Linked DNA regions of Anser cygnoides: region 1 is linked to region 2. The links are chromatin contacts, called in public Hi-C maps. All regions are on one chromosome and are shown on one strand. Each heading gives the region's core, a stretch centred on a gene start, on an enhancer-like site or on the middle of the called end of the contact. The rest is flanking DNA. Distances are from core to core; before and after follow the strand shown.

Region 1 (6,589 bases), core at 3,660-6,159, 240 kb after region 2:
GGACAGAACTCCACTAGAGCTCCGACAAAACCTAGACAACTTTCGGCTGGCAGCAGAAAAAGTCTCTTGGGAAGGGGAAAAGGCTGCCATTTGTCGAGCAGGTCTGGCTCCAGCATCTTCTGGTGCAGCAGGCACAGGCAGACTGTCTTCCACAGTGAGATTATGCCCAGTACTCTTTGCTGCCTCAGGATGGGGCCCAGCAACTTCCCCAGTGTCTGAATTTTCATTATTACCTTCTTGTACACCTTCCATTCTGAAATATGCCAAAAAACGAGTGTTTATAACAATTCACATTTTTCAAGACTAACTTTTCAAGACAACTGTGAGGAATGGGAATGCAGGGAATAAAAGAAAGGAAAATGAGAGCATCTCAAAACTGACTTGCCAGGTATACAAACTTAATAGTCTCATCAAGTCCTCTCTGAGTTGTCAAGAGGCATTTATATATGCTTTTTGATAGTTTACAAATGTCATGCTGAAGATCATTACAGACAGGTTTTTAAAATTAATTTACCACGCAATTACATCTTGAGGAGCAAGTAGCGATATAATAATAAACTATTAATACTTTTACTGAATACCTGATTACTGAGAACTAGAAGTGGTTTAAATATAAATGTTTTATTTACATTTTAAGTTGTAAAATATACACACATACTCAGCAAATGAACTTACATAGAGACTTGTATAGACTTCCAAATCAAGTCTTAAACCATTGCTCCCATAAGCATTTACTCGCAATTTTTATACAGAATGCCTAAGTGTTTGCAGATATAATTTAAGATGGAGAGTATGGGTAGTATTTTTTCAGCAGAAGCATTTTTATTAAATAGAGACATAGTAAAACTATAAGATTTATCTTGATTTAAATTAATACAAAAAAAAAAGAAAAAAAAAAGATTTTTGTCATTAAAAACTTATCAAGAGAGTAATAACACCCAAGACTGCGCAGTTTTCTAATGTTGTCAGCAATGTCCTAAAAAAAACATACTGATTGGCAACCTCTTTGCACAAAGACACTTTTAAAGTTTTACACAGTACATTAAAAGTTCCTAGAGCACTGAGCACGTCAAGAAATCTTCATCACAGTGCAAGAGTCAGACTTTCTCTTAATTCTGCGACTAACCCCAGATGCCTAAGATATTAGCGGGTTAATCGTTCTTAGATAAGGATTTCCAAAACAGCCCAAAACAAAATATATTCATGGATAGCAGCTAAGCAGTTGCCTGCTATACAAAAGTGGCCCTGGCATTTGCTTCCCTTTTCTACTCCACTACCTCATAAGCCCAATAAAAGTTTGGCTTGTGAATCCCAAGCCTGTAATTCATGGCTACAAAGAAGCATCTAAATCATCTTTCCCTGTTTTCCTATTAGGAAGCATGCTCGTCTGCTTGCATTTGCCAGCTGCCATCAGTCCCATTCGGTCAATCTTAACATTCTTAAATACACAGATAATTGTTTTGTTCAGTGCCCTCACTTCTACACATGGATTCAACAACTAGTTTTAAGGAACTGTAACCATCAGTAGAGCTCCACCTGAAGTCTTCATCTTGTGGCTAGTTTAGTCCTCTAAAAATAGCTTGTTCAGCCACATGGGGAAGTCATAATGGATAAATTTTTACAGAACCCATATAAACACCCAGGGTAACAGAGAAAAACAAAAACATGGAAATTGCCACTCTACTCAGAGTACTATTACCATGAAGATTAAAATAAATAGCACAAATTACCTAGTAGTTCATACGAGGACTTTAGACAGCCAATCACAGGTATAACTGTATGTTAAATGCTCTTAGACACCATTGCCAGCTTTAGGAAATAGAAAATTAGGCTGACATGAAAAGTAATGATGGTTTCACATTACTAGCTCCTTATTTTTGCCCATGATTTGCAAAGTAGCCAGTGTTCTGTGGACTTTGGCAGGTAATCACCTCTTACAGAAAATATTCTCTTTCCTGAAGTAAAAGTACTAGGAAAAAACATCTTAGGAAAAGTCACAAAAGTCACACACACACACCAAAAAAAAAACACAAAACAACAACAACAAATCAAACCAAACCACCACCACCACCAAAACACACAAAAAAAAACAAAAAAAAACAAAAAAAAACTTAAAATGTAAAGTCTAAATTTATTAACAACTTTATTTTCCTCTATATTAGTCTGACTTGGCTGGACATCTATAAGGTCAGCAGTGGCACTTTCGTCTTTGAAACTCAGGTGGATTGGAATAGGTTGGATGTTAATTTCTTTGCCTTTTGCAGTTGTACCATGATGTTGATACTTTACCCTAAAGTTCAAGATTAGAGAGATGGGTTCTCACAGCTTTCTTTAGAAACAAAGACTACATTGTATACCAGCATCCTCCCTTACTCTCCAAACATATATGCACAAGTTGTCTGGTGTCCAGGCTGAGATTTTCAGATCTCAGCATGAGAAGAGCATGATCTTCAGATGAAAAGAGCATGAACTCCAGCTGACTACTTATTCTAGTTAAAACAGTAGATGTTCTTTTACATTCAAACTTTCTTTTCCTCCTCTCCAGGTGCCCTAAACCTTGTCTACAGGGCCTGTTCATGCAAAACAAATGAATAGTGAGCCTAGTTTCCTGCACCATCTTTTACGTACAGTTGAAGTATAGCATAAACCAACAAATTCATTCTTTCCACTTTTCCCTGGAACTCAAATCCAAGATTTAGTATCCTTTATTCTACATCATTCCAAACACTGGTAGTATTTTTCTCCCTCTTTCTCAAAAGTTTTGGCAAAGGGATAGCAGTCATTCTCTGGTTTTGATAGCAGCTTGAAGAATGTTATTTGAATTTTCTTCTTTTTATGCAGAAAATGTTTATGCCTCTCCTCTGAACTCTGAGATTCAGAGATGAGGCACTGCTCTGCCTCTGAAATCTAGGCAAACTTGTAGTCCCCAAGCTTCTGTTTGACAGAATCTGAAGGGGCTATCAGGAGATAGCCCCTGATCTGTATAGTGTCTTGGTTCTTGTATTTTTTCCCAAACTAGACAGCAACCACTGACCACTATTAGAGAGGGAACACAAGGGGGAAAGATCATTAGTTTGACGTAGTATGGTAGTTCTGATTTTCTTATGTTCTTAATCCTAGAGCTGAGATCCAACCCAAATGCTTGGTTCATAACAGGTTTTGCTATTAAAATAAATAAATAAATAAATAAATGAATAAATCAACATGACATACATTTTTCTGTATTTCTCAGCAAATCTGTAGAAAAATGTTGACCAATGCACTAGTTCTTTATAAAATAATAAGATGAAAATGGTGTTACCTTGTTTAGCAGTAGCACCCGTCCATTGAAAAGTGATTCTCTCAGCTTCTCTCCTGACCCCTTTAGAGCGGCAGCAATTTGACAGTAGGACTTAGGGAGAGGAAGAGAGAAACAAAGTCTCAATGCTGCTCCATAGCTGCCAAGGTTTCCACAGTCCTTGGGGCAGCCTCACCTTGGGGACCAGCCTGAGAAGGGCAATTCTAAACCTTCCAGTTTCAGCAATCAAGTACGCTGACAGAGCCAGCCCAAGGGGCTGGGAGCAGGGACACCCGTTAGTGGGATGCCAGGAAAGCCCCACATTGCTCCAGAGGAGCACATCTGAGAAGGTGTGGGGAGGAGGTGGTGAGGGAGGGAAGGAGAAGACGCCTCCCAAGCGTAGAGGAGCAGGGATCCTGATCTCTATCTCTCTCCCGACAAGCTGAGGTACCTAAACCGGCACTTCTACTTCAGGAGAGAGAGGCAGGCAGAACCTCACCAGCCTGGCTCCAAGTATACCTCACAGCACAGGGACCAAGAGAGCGACCCCAAGGCAGCACAACCGCCCCGTCGCGGCGGGCTCCCTCCGTCCCGGTCTGCCGTTGCCAGCCTCCGTGCCGGTACTGCGCAACGCGGCGGCTTCTGTGGGGCCGGCCGTTATGGGGCCGGGCCGTTACCGGGCGCCCGTAACCGCTGCAGGCTCGGCTCGGTTCGGTTCCAGCCACCGCCGCCCTTCAGGGGCCCACAGCTGCCTCTCAGCTCTCAGGAGCTGAACCTTGCCCCTGCCCTAAGGGCCGTGGGGAGCACCAAAGGCCTCTGTGAAGGAACTTGCACAGCTTGATATCATAAAATCAGGGATTTGTTTCATGCGCACTATGTGTACTTTCTGAACTCAAGAAGCGTAACAAGATTTACACAAAATTTCTGTGCTGCCATGTGTGTTTGTTTGTTTGTTTGTTCTTCTTAATTACCACAAGTGTAAGCTTATGTTGAATATTCAGTTCAGGCAAGAAAAAGCTGTTTTTCATTCTTAGCTTTGAAAGACAGAGTATTCTTACCTTTTACACCTGAAATAACAGGTTAGCCCAAAGTGGCACTGTGTAACTCTAAAGGGAAGCAACTATTATCCAAAATGTTCCCTTAGCTTCTGTCAGTCAAGACAGAAACTGACATCTCTAGGTACTGAAATGAGTAAACCACACATTTGTAAGCTCACAGTCTAAAGGCATAAAGTCAGATTTTCAAGCCACCTTAACGTGCCATCAGTTGGAAGGATTTACAAAATAAAGCAGTTTATTAGAGTTAAATATGTAAGCCTGTCCAGGGGCTTTTATGGTACCCTCTGCCTGCGATCCAGAGAGGGGCGCTCCTTCACAGTCATGCAGAACACCCGTGCCTCCACATTTTGGGTAATTAACCTGCCGCACGCTGCAGGTTAAATTTGACTTACATTTAAAAGCACCCGTTTATTAGTACGGGAGAAGCCACCAATCCGGCCACCCCAAAAGCGGGATTGGTGGGATTTTTTTTTTATTAATAAATAAATAGATAGATAGATAAGCCGAGGGAAAGCCCCGCTCTCCATCCCTTCGTGGACACCCCCCGTAGCACGAAGCCGAAGGCGGCTCCGCCACACCTCCGGGGCGGAGCGCTGCCTCCCCCGGGCAGCCTTCATCCTCCCTTCTCCTCCCCTTCTCCCAGCTCCGTAAAATGGCGGCCCCGGCAGAGCCGTGCGGCCTCAGCGATGAGGCTGTCTATGGCGCCTGCTCCGAGCCGGATCCCAGCACCAAGGTGGGGTGGGCGGCTGGGGAGTGTGTGGGGGCGCATCGGCGCTGTGGTAGCGGCGGCGGCGTCCCCCTTTGGAGGGTGGGGGGCGGCATGGGGCCGGGAAGGGAGAGAATTGGCGGCTGTTTTATTAGGGGAAATAGCTGGTAGTATTTAAACTTAGAATCTAAGTCTGCATGGGATATGTGTCGGAAGTATCTAACTTGCTTTTCATCCACCTAGCTGTTCAGTAGCCCTTGGTATATAAAGTTATGCTGTGGCTTGAGAAAATACCTTTACAGACTGGTAGGCCAAAATACCGTTGTGCTTGACAGAGATTCAACAACTGTGCAATGAAATAATGAGCTCAGCAGTTTAGCTTTAATTAAGTTCTGTGTATGTATGCAGTGAGTACCAACTGCAGTGAGTATCAACTGCTCACGTACCTGCATGCAGGGCACAGCATGTATAGTACAGCTCCATAAAAAAAAAAATAATAAAAATAAGAATGCTACAAACTTTTGATATTTCTGATTTACATAGGGAATGATGCCTGCAGTTTCTTTTTTTTTTTTTCCTCCTTATGCTACAAAGGTATTTTTATTTAATACAAAGGTGCATCGGTAGCATCAAGAGCAAAGATTTTATTTACATTGGATATAATACTGTATTTGTTACTTCTATACCTGCCGTTTTTAGTTTCATTACTAACTTACTTCTTTGTTAGTACATATTTGTTTCATATATAAAAATAAACTCTTCTTTTTTTCCCCCACAGGACTTTTTGTTTCAGCAGACAATGTTAAGAGTAAAGGATCCTAAGAAGTCGCTGGATTTTTATACAAGAATTCTTGGAATGACGTGAGTGGAAGTTGTATGCTACAGTAACTTTGGTTGTTCATAGTATTGTTTTCAAAAGACAAGTTTTTGTTATTTTGATGTAATTATACTAATTGGTCTAACTACATCAACAGTGCTGGCCTATCAACTAATGCCAAGTTAAGTAGTCTGGCAATCACCAAGAATTTCCACAGCATAATTAATGTTGCAATTAAAGTTGCAAATGAACTAAAATTGGTGTTGGCTAGAATTTTCTTTTTTTCACTGAAGTAGGTTATTAATCATCAGTATACAACTCTCTTACTTTATCTTCGGTGATCCGGCAGTTAACTGGTAACTTGTATGACAGTGCTTATAATCAGGAGTCGTTGCTATAAATCTTAAAACTTTCTGCTAGTTCTCAGAGGTGGCTGGTGACCACCTCTGGACATAAGAGACCAAGACAACACAAACTGGTGACAAGGTTCAAATTCCTTTTGGAGAAGGCTGTGAGGAGGCAGATGCCCTGCAGTAGCCTAAGGTGTTTGTGCTAAGACTCTGCACATTCTTGTCATATGAAAAGAGTTTGTTTTAAAGCAACATTCTAGTTTATTTTTAAACATCCTGAAATCAGTCCAGTCTAAGGTAAAATAAAATGCTTCTACTTCAGTGAAGAGGTGTGTGACAGAAATTAAAAAGTAATTAAATGGTAAGCTGAAAAATAAATTA
Region 2 (6,845 bases), core at 3,812-6,311:
ATATTTACTGTGTTCATTTCTTCAAATGGAAGCTTCCCATGAAATGATAAGGAACATTTCAGATAGTTGTGATGGAAACATTAATAATTCTGCTATGCCCATATTTTAATGTGTTTAAATATAGAGCATTTTGGCATACAAAGCAGTAATGCAAGTGCTAATAGCTCCTTTTAGTATGCACTGTTGAATACACAAGTGCACACATTTTGAAACCATGCAGATGTGGAAATTTGCAATTCAGAACCTAAACTGATTAAATAAAAAGACAGACAAAATATTTCCTTTAAGTCTAAATGCAAAGTACCCTCATACTGCTATTTTAGGAAGTAAAATTAGTGTCTATTTTTTTACAAAGGAATCATCTCTAATCAGCAGCTTAGAAATGATTAATAAGTGGATATGCAGAAAGCTCTGTATGGAATTAGACAAGCATGAGTCTGTGCACTCCAATCTGCTTTATACATGTTCCCCAAGTCCTCAACAACTAAAGCTAATGCTCCCTCAGCTCCATTGAACTAATTAAGTTAGGTCATTATATTAATAATGGGTTGCCCTTCTGTCTGCATTTATGGCACTTAGCAAGTCAGTGTGTTGTGTGGATGCTTGTATCATGAAGGAGAAAGCTCCTGTCAATGAATTATATTAATCCATCAAGAGAATTAATGTCACTTGATTACTGTTGATACATCTGAAAAAGCTGGCGTGCATGAACTTGACTCAAAGAGATAACCGCAGCTGTAAGAAGTAAGAAGCAACACTCCAAAACATTAGGCAAAGGCCCTGAGCCTGTACTATTGAATAAACAGGTTGCCGATGCCAAGATGTGCTGGTGATAGTCTGTTGCTGTGCCAAAGGAAAAGGGTGCCATGGGATCCAAATGTTGCTATCAACACTTAGCTCTTATCAACTCCGTTGGGTTTATACTTTGCCACAAAGAGTTCTAATGCCTTCTGTCATGTAAAATATTTCCCCAAATTAGTTTTCAGTTTTCTTGCTTTCTGAAGGAGCTAGAAGGAGCGGAGAAGCTTGAAAATTAATTTAGAAAAATTCTGCAGTTGCCGCATGCAAAAATAAAAAAAAAATAGTGCACTCTGGACATAGCTTTGGCAGTTTTCTAGTTTTGTCACTTCTTTCACCAGCCACTTCGTCTCCTGTTCTCTTGCTGACTTGCAGTCAGTCTTGCAATCTCCACAGTTGCTAATGGTTTGGCAGTTCCCATCTACTGAAAAGGTGATCCCGTAAGCTCATGCCAATTGGCTGAGAGGAAGACGCTGAATGGGCAAAGATTCTTTTATACCATAAATATTAAAATATAATGAAAAGTTGGTAGCTGGGGTAAAGGAAAAGGCAGAATTGGTGTGTTAGAAATTTATAAAGAATAACATTTTTTTTCCTGACAGAGAAGCACAAGGGCTTGGCATTATAGATATGGCAATTATGGTTTAGCATAAAACCAGCCCAAAAGAATTGCAAGTTTTTGAGATGATCTTAATGCTGCCTCCTAGCAGTTGATGGGAAGATCTAGAATTTCAGTTATCAAGAACAAAGCATTAGAGATCTATCAATAGCACCTCAAATTTTTGATTAAACATTTACTTAGCTGCTGCACATGCGTGCAAGACTTGTCTCACAATATTAGTATCATAGAATCATTAAGTGTGGAAAAGACCTTCAAGATCATCTGGTCCAACCATCGCTCTACGACCAATGTCACCCACTAAACCATGTCCCTAAGCACCATGTCCAACCTCTCCTTAAACCTCCCAGGGACGGTGACTCCACCACCTCCCTGGGCAACCCATTCCAATGCCTGACTGCTCTTTCTGAGAATAACTGTCTCCTCATTTCCAACTTAAACCTCCCCCGGTACAACTTGAGGCCATTCCCTCTAGTCCTATCACTAGTTACCTGTGAGAAGAGGCTGACCGCCAGCTCCCCACACCTTCCTTTCAGGTAGTTGTAGAGAGGAACAAGGTCTCCCCTGAGCATCCTCTTCTCCAGACTAAACAACCCCAGTTCATTCAGCTGCTCCTCATGGCACTTGTGTTCCAGGCCCTTCACCAGCTCTGTAGCCCTTCTCTGGACACGTTCCAGAGCCTAAATGTCTTTCTTGAAGTGAGGGGCCCAAAACTGAACATCGTACTCAAGGTGCAGCCTCACCAGAGCAGAGTACAGGGGGACGACCACCTCCCTGGTCCTGCTGGCTACACTATTCCTGATACAGGTCAGGATGCCGTTGGCCTTCTTGGCTACCCACACACACTGCTGGCTCATGTTCAGGCAAGTGTTGACCAACACCCCCAGATCCCTTTCCTCTGCATAGCTTTCCAGCCACTCTACCCCAAGCCTGTAGCATTTCATGGGGTTGTTGTGGCCAAAGTGCAGGACCAGGCACTTAGCCATGTGGAACCTCATCCCATTGGCCTCTGCCCATCGATCCATCCTGTCCAGGTCGCTCTGCAGGGCCTTCCTACCCTCCGGAAGATCAACACTTCCCCCCAACTTGGTGTCATCTGCAAACTTAGTGAGGGTGCCCTCAATTCCCTCATCCAAGTCATCAATAAAGACATTAAAGAGAATGGGCCCCAACACCAACCCCTGGGGAACACCACTGGTGACCTGTTGTCAGCTGGATTTCACTCTGTTTACCTCTACTGTCTGGGCTTGGCCATACAGCCACTTTTTAACCCAGCAAAGAGTGTACCTGTTCAAGCCATGGGCCTCCAGCTTCTCCAGGAGAACACTATGGGATACCATGTCAAAGGCTTTGTTGAAGTCTAGGTAGACTACGTCAACAGCCTTTCCCTCATCCACCAGCGAGGTCACCTGGTCATAGAAGAAGATGAGGTTGGTCAGGCAGGACTTGCCTTTCATGAACCCATGCTGACTTGGCCTGATCCCCCAGTTGTCCTTCATATGCTGTGTGATTGCACTCCAGATGACCTGTTCCATCACCTTTCCTGCCACCAAAGTCAGGCTCACAGGCCTGTAGTTCCTCAGGTCCTCCTTATGACTCTTCTTATAGATGGGTGTCACATTTGCAAGTCTCCAGTCATCTGGGACCTCTCTAGATGACCATGACTGCTGATAGATGATGGAAAGCGGCCCAGCAATCACATCCGCCAACTCCCCCAGCACCCTCTGGTGCATCCCATCAGGGCCCATAGATTTGCGGGTGTCTAGCTTGCCTAAACACTACACACTACAAAAACCTATGGTTAATTTGTTTTTCTTATACATAGGGAGAAAGGCACTAAGCACTTCAAACGTCCCAAAGAATTGTTCCTCCAATTCTCAATGCACTCTCCTGCCCTTCCAGTCACTAGATGAGGATACAAAGATAGGGCTTGTTGAACTGTCTTGAACCCTTTTAAGCACTGGAGTCCAGAATAAATTGTCCAGATGGTTTGTTAAACAAACAAAAAACACTAAATATCTATGCAATTAAGCTGTTCATTTACAAAAATGATCTGCTGAAGTCATTTAAGACGCTATGTATAAAATTTGTTTAGGTATTTGTCTGCTGTGTAACGCTCATTTACGGATGATGTTACTGTAGTGCACTTACACTTCAAAGGCATGATTCATGGCACTCTTTTATGTGTTTTCTAACAATACACAGTAATATAGGTAGCCCAACAAAGCTATAAAATAGCTATTTGCATGCTAGCAAAAACATGATAAAACAGTAAAATTTGAATAAAATTAAACTCAGCTTTAACTATTAGTTTGACTAATGACACATGCAGAGCATAAATTGTGGAACTACCCATCACTTCTTGGAGGCATTGTTTTCATGAGCAGTAGTGTAAGAGGAAGAAAAAAAAATCAAAATCAAATAATGTCATGTGTAGGATATCCTAAAACATTTTGGATTGTGATTTCAAAATCAAATTTCCACAAATAAAGAGAAAAATGTCATTCACTGTGGCACTTTTTTCAAAGTCTGAAGGTTGAAAGAAAAGTTATTTTGTAACCAAGCATAAAATAGGCATTTGAAAAATGATTTAGTTGGAAAAAGTAAAATAAAATAAAATTTTCCACATTAAGATAACTTAAGAACACCCAAATTGTTTTTTTATTAGACTTCTCATGTTTACTTCTAGGCTGACACATGCATGAGATATTCAGCCCTAAAGGTCACTTCTGAGAAAGCTATAAGTGACTGGAAACAGCACTGCAGGATGAAATGATGTCTCATTGGTAACTATTACTGCTGGAAAGTGATAAATGCTCTACTCTGGAGGCTAAGAGCAAGCTCCTGTAAATAAATTTCTATTTCTCAGCTGTAATGATAGCTGAAAGACAATGTGACAGAGCTGCTTCTCCTGAGTTTAATTTTTTGGTTAAACAGAGAGAAGGATGGGCCTGTCTGGATGTGCCACCGTGCAGAGCCTACTTCCGTGGGGCCCTGCTGGCTTGGCCATCATGTCTTTCTCCATGGCCAGAAGCAGGGTGGTGCTGGGTCATCCCCGGTGCCTCTCAGCCTCCCTGAGAGCAGCAGCCACCTAGGACAGGCCAAATGAGTAGGGCTTCGTGCAGGGCCCAACACGTGTGTCCGCCATGTTGCTGTCCCTTCTGGTGCTGCCCAGTGTTTTCACAAAATGGCCGCTCAGGCGTCAATACAAACACTGGAGTCACCAGAGCAGCTAACATCTCATTCTCCCTGTGCGTCCTTTGGTCACCCCATGCTTTCTTCCCTCTGTTTCCTTTTCTTTTTGGTGTTGACGTTAGTCTTTAAGATTTAAAAATAAAAAAAGGAAAGAAAAAGGGGAGGCTTTCAGTCACGTCCAACTTTTCTTCAGAGCTACGTAGTGGGGTCCCCTACCTATTCTGCACGGAAAGGCGCGACTACCCATCTGGCCATCTCCCCGTGTTTTCAGAGGCCTAAAACCTCCGAAATTTGGTTTTCACAGCGCTGGGGGACCCCGCAATCTGACTCCCCATTCCGGCCGGCCCGCAGGGCGGCGCGCGCGATCCCCCACCCGTGCCCCGCCCGCCCTCCGCTGAGGCGTCACAGGCGCGGCCGCTGCCCCGCCCTTGCGCAGCCGCGGGGCGGCCATGGCGGCTGCCGTGGAGCAGCGCCTCGCCCGCTTTCGGGCCGCCCGCGGCACCACCACCGGCTCCGCCGCCGCCCGCCTCCCGCCGCTCTCCGAGGAGCCGCCGGGAAAGGCCGCGGCTCCGGAGGCCTCGGAGGGCCCGGATCGCGGCGGCCAGGTGAGCGCAGTGGTGGGCGGGTAGGGGGCGTGCGGTGGTAGCGGCGGCGGTAGCGGCGGCGGGCCGGTGCCTGACGCCGCGCCTCGCTGCTGCCTCCACAGCCCCGTCCCGTCCCGGCGGCGACGGAGCCGGCGCGGCCGCTGCTGGTGCTGGCGCTGAAGGTGCTGCTGTGGGCCGTGCTGCTGGCGCTGTTCGCCGAGCTGGAGCTGGGGCTGCCCTTCTTCGTCGTCTCCCTCCTGTACTGGATGTACGCCGGCACCCGCGGCCCCGGCGAGCGGCGGCCGGGCGAGCTGAGCGCCTACTCCGTGTTCAACCCCGGCTGCGCCGCCATCGCCGGGACGCTGACGGCCGAGCAGCTGGAGCGGGAGCTGCACTACCGGCCGGCCGCCGGGAGGTAGCGCCTGGCCGCCGGGCACGGCCCCCTCGCCTCAGCACCGGCCTGCTGCGGGACGAGGAGGGAAGGGGGCCGGCCCCGGGCGCGGCTCGGACCCGAATAAAGCCGTAGCAAAGCGTAGCTCTGGTCTCCTTTCCTGGGGGGTGGCCCCGGGCCCGGCTGGCAGGCACCGAAGCGGAAAGCAGCTGCTCTGAGCGGTGCTGGAAGGGCTCTGAGGGGCACGGCCCTCGCACAGCTGGCCGTCAGCTTGGCAGCTGGTCAGTTTCTGCACCTGGTATCCTTAATAGTGGTGGCAGGAAGGCTGCTGCTTGACAACAGCTTTAATAAAGTGATTAACTGCTCTTCTTTGCCAGCTCTGTCTGGAACCCACTTGCTGAAGACATGAGGCAGTATAAGAACAGCTGAGGCGGGTGCTTCTGTTAACACTCAAGCGTTTCGTCTAACACATCTGATTTTGATGCAAGTTCCCTGTTCACTTCAAGTGACAGCTTTTATCATCTGCAGTGTAAGACAAAAGGTTTGATTATTATTCCTGACAGGTAATGTTTTTTTTTTTGTAATTTTTTAAAATTTAGGGTCAACGTGCAGCAGATGTGGAAATGCAGGAAGCCCTCAGATAGAAAGGGATTTGCCCTGTTACTGGATTCATTTTTTTTTTTTTTTACCATAGCACAGCTGGTGATGCCTCTTCCAATCACTCCATACACTGTCAGGTATACACTTTCTGTGTGATCGCTGGTATTTCTAAAATACGGGAACAAAACATGATTGAAACAAATCATTGATAACTGCCATAGTGAAGAGCAGCTAATAGAGTTTATGCCTGTGAGTACTGAGTAAAGAACAAAAATCACAGCTTGGTCTTTCAAATCCTGTTTCATTATGCCTTTTGTATTTTAACAGTGATTTACAGTGTTAAGGATTGAGTTACTACAGGTTCTGTCATTTGTTAAGGAAATCAAAGGAAGCATTTATCAAGTTCAATTGGACCAGAGAGTAATAGATTAAAGTACAAATAATATGTTTAACGATGCCAAGCATCTTTCAATAGCTCTCCGCAGTACTTTTTAGTTTCTAGTATTGGTCTGTTGCGTAAAGTCCAAATGCTGCTTCTTAAAGCCAAGCACGGAATTTTCTCACTTTCACATCTTCCTCCATCCTCTAGCTGAGATGTAAAAATCCACAGAGTTCTCACTCTTTCTGCTGATTCCTTCTGATGCTCTACAGATAAAGT

Evidence for each region. Hi-C and Micro-C count contacts between places; a contact is called where the count stands out from the background.
Region 1: a contact with region 2 is called in a Hi-C map of liver, with 2.2 times the contacts expected there. The contact joins the promoter of GLO1 here to the promoter of SAYSD1 in region 2. A contact is called at or near these places in 2 of 7 Hi-C or Micro-C datasets (both in liver).

Annotation. Positions count from the first base shown.
Region 1 is chr3:33,000,495-33,007,083 of Taihu_goose_T2T_genome, forward strand. GLO1 (glyoxalase I) reads left to right here and starts at 4,910. Exons shown (of 7, transcript XM_048080077.2): 1 at 4,910-5,068; 2 at 5,820-5,902. The coding sequence starts at 4,988. It overlaps DNAH8 (dynein axonemal heavy chain 8), which reads right to left and starts at 4,857. Exons shown (of 93, transcript XM_013171043.3): 1 at 3,797-4,857; 2 at 3,302-3,391.
Region 2 is chr3:32,761,799-32,768,643 of Taihu_goose_T2T_genome, forward strand. SAYSD1 (SAYSVFN motif domain containing 1) reads left to right here and starts at 5,062. Exons shown (of 2, transcript XM_048080078.2): 1 at 5,062-5,217; 2 at 5,319-5,731. The coding sequence starts at 5,062. The coding sequence ends at 5,615. LOC136790370 (a long non-coding RNA gene) reads right to left here and starts at 5,031. Exons shown (of 2, transcript XR_010830198.1): 1 at 4,829-5,031; 2 at 4,319-4,735.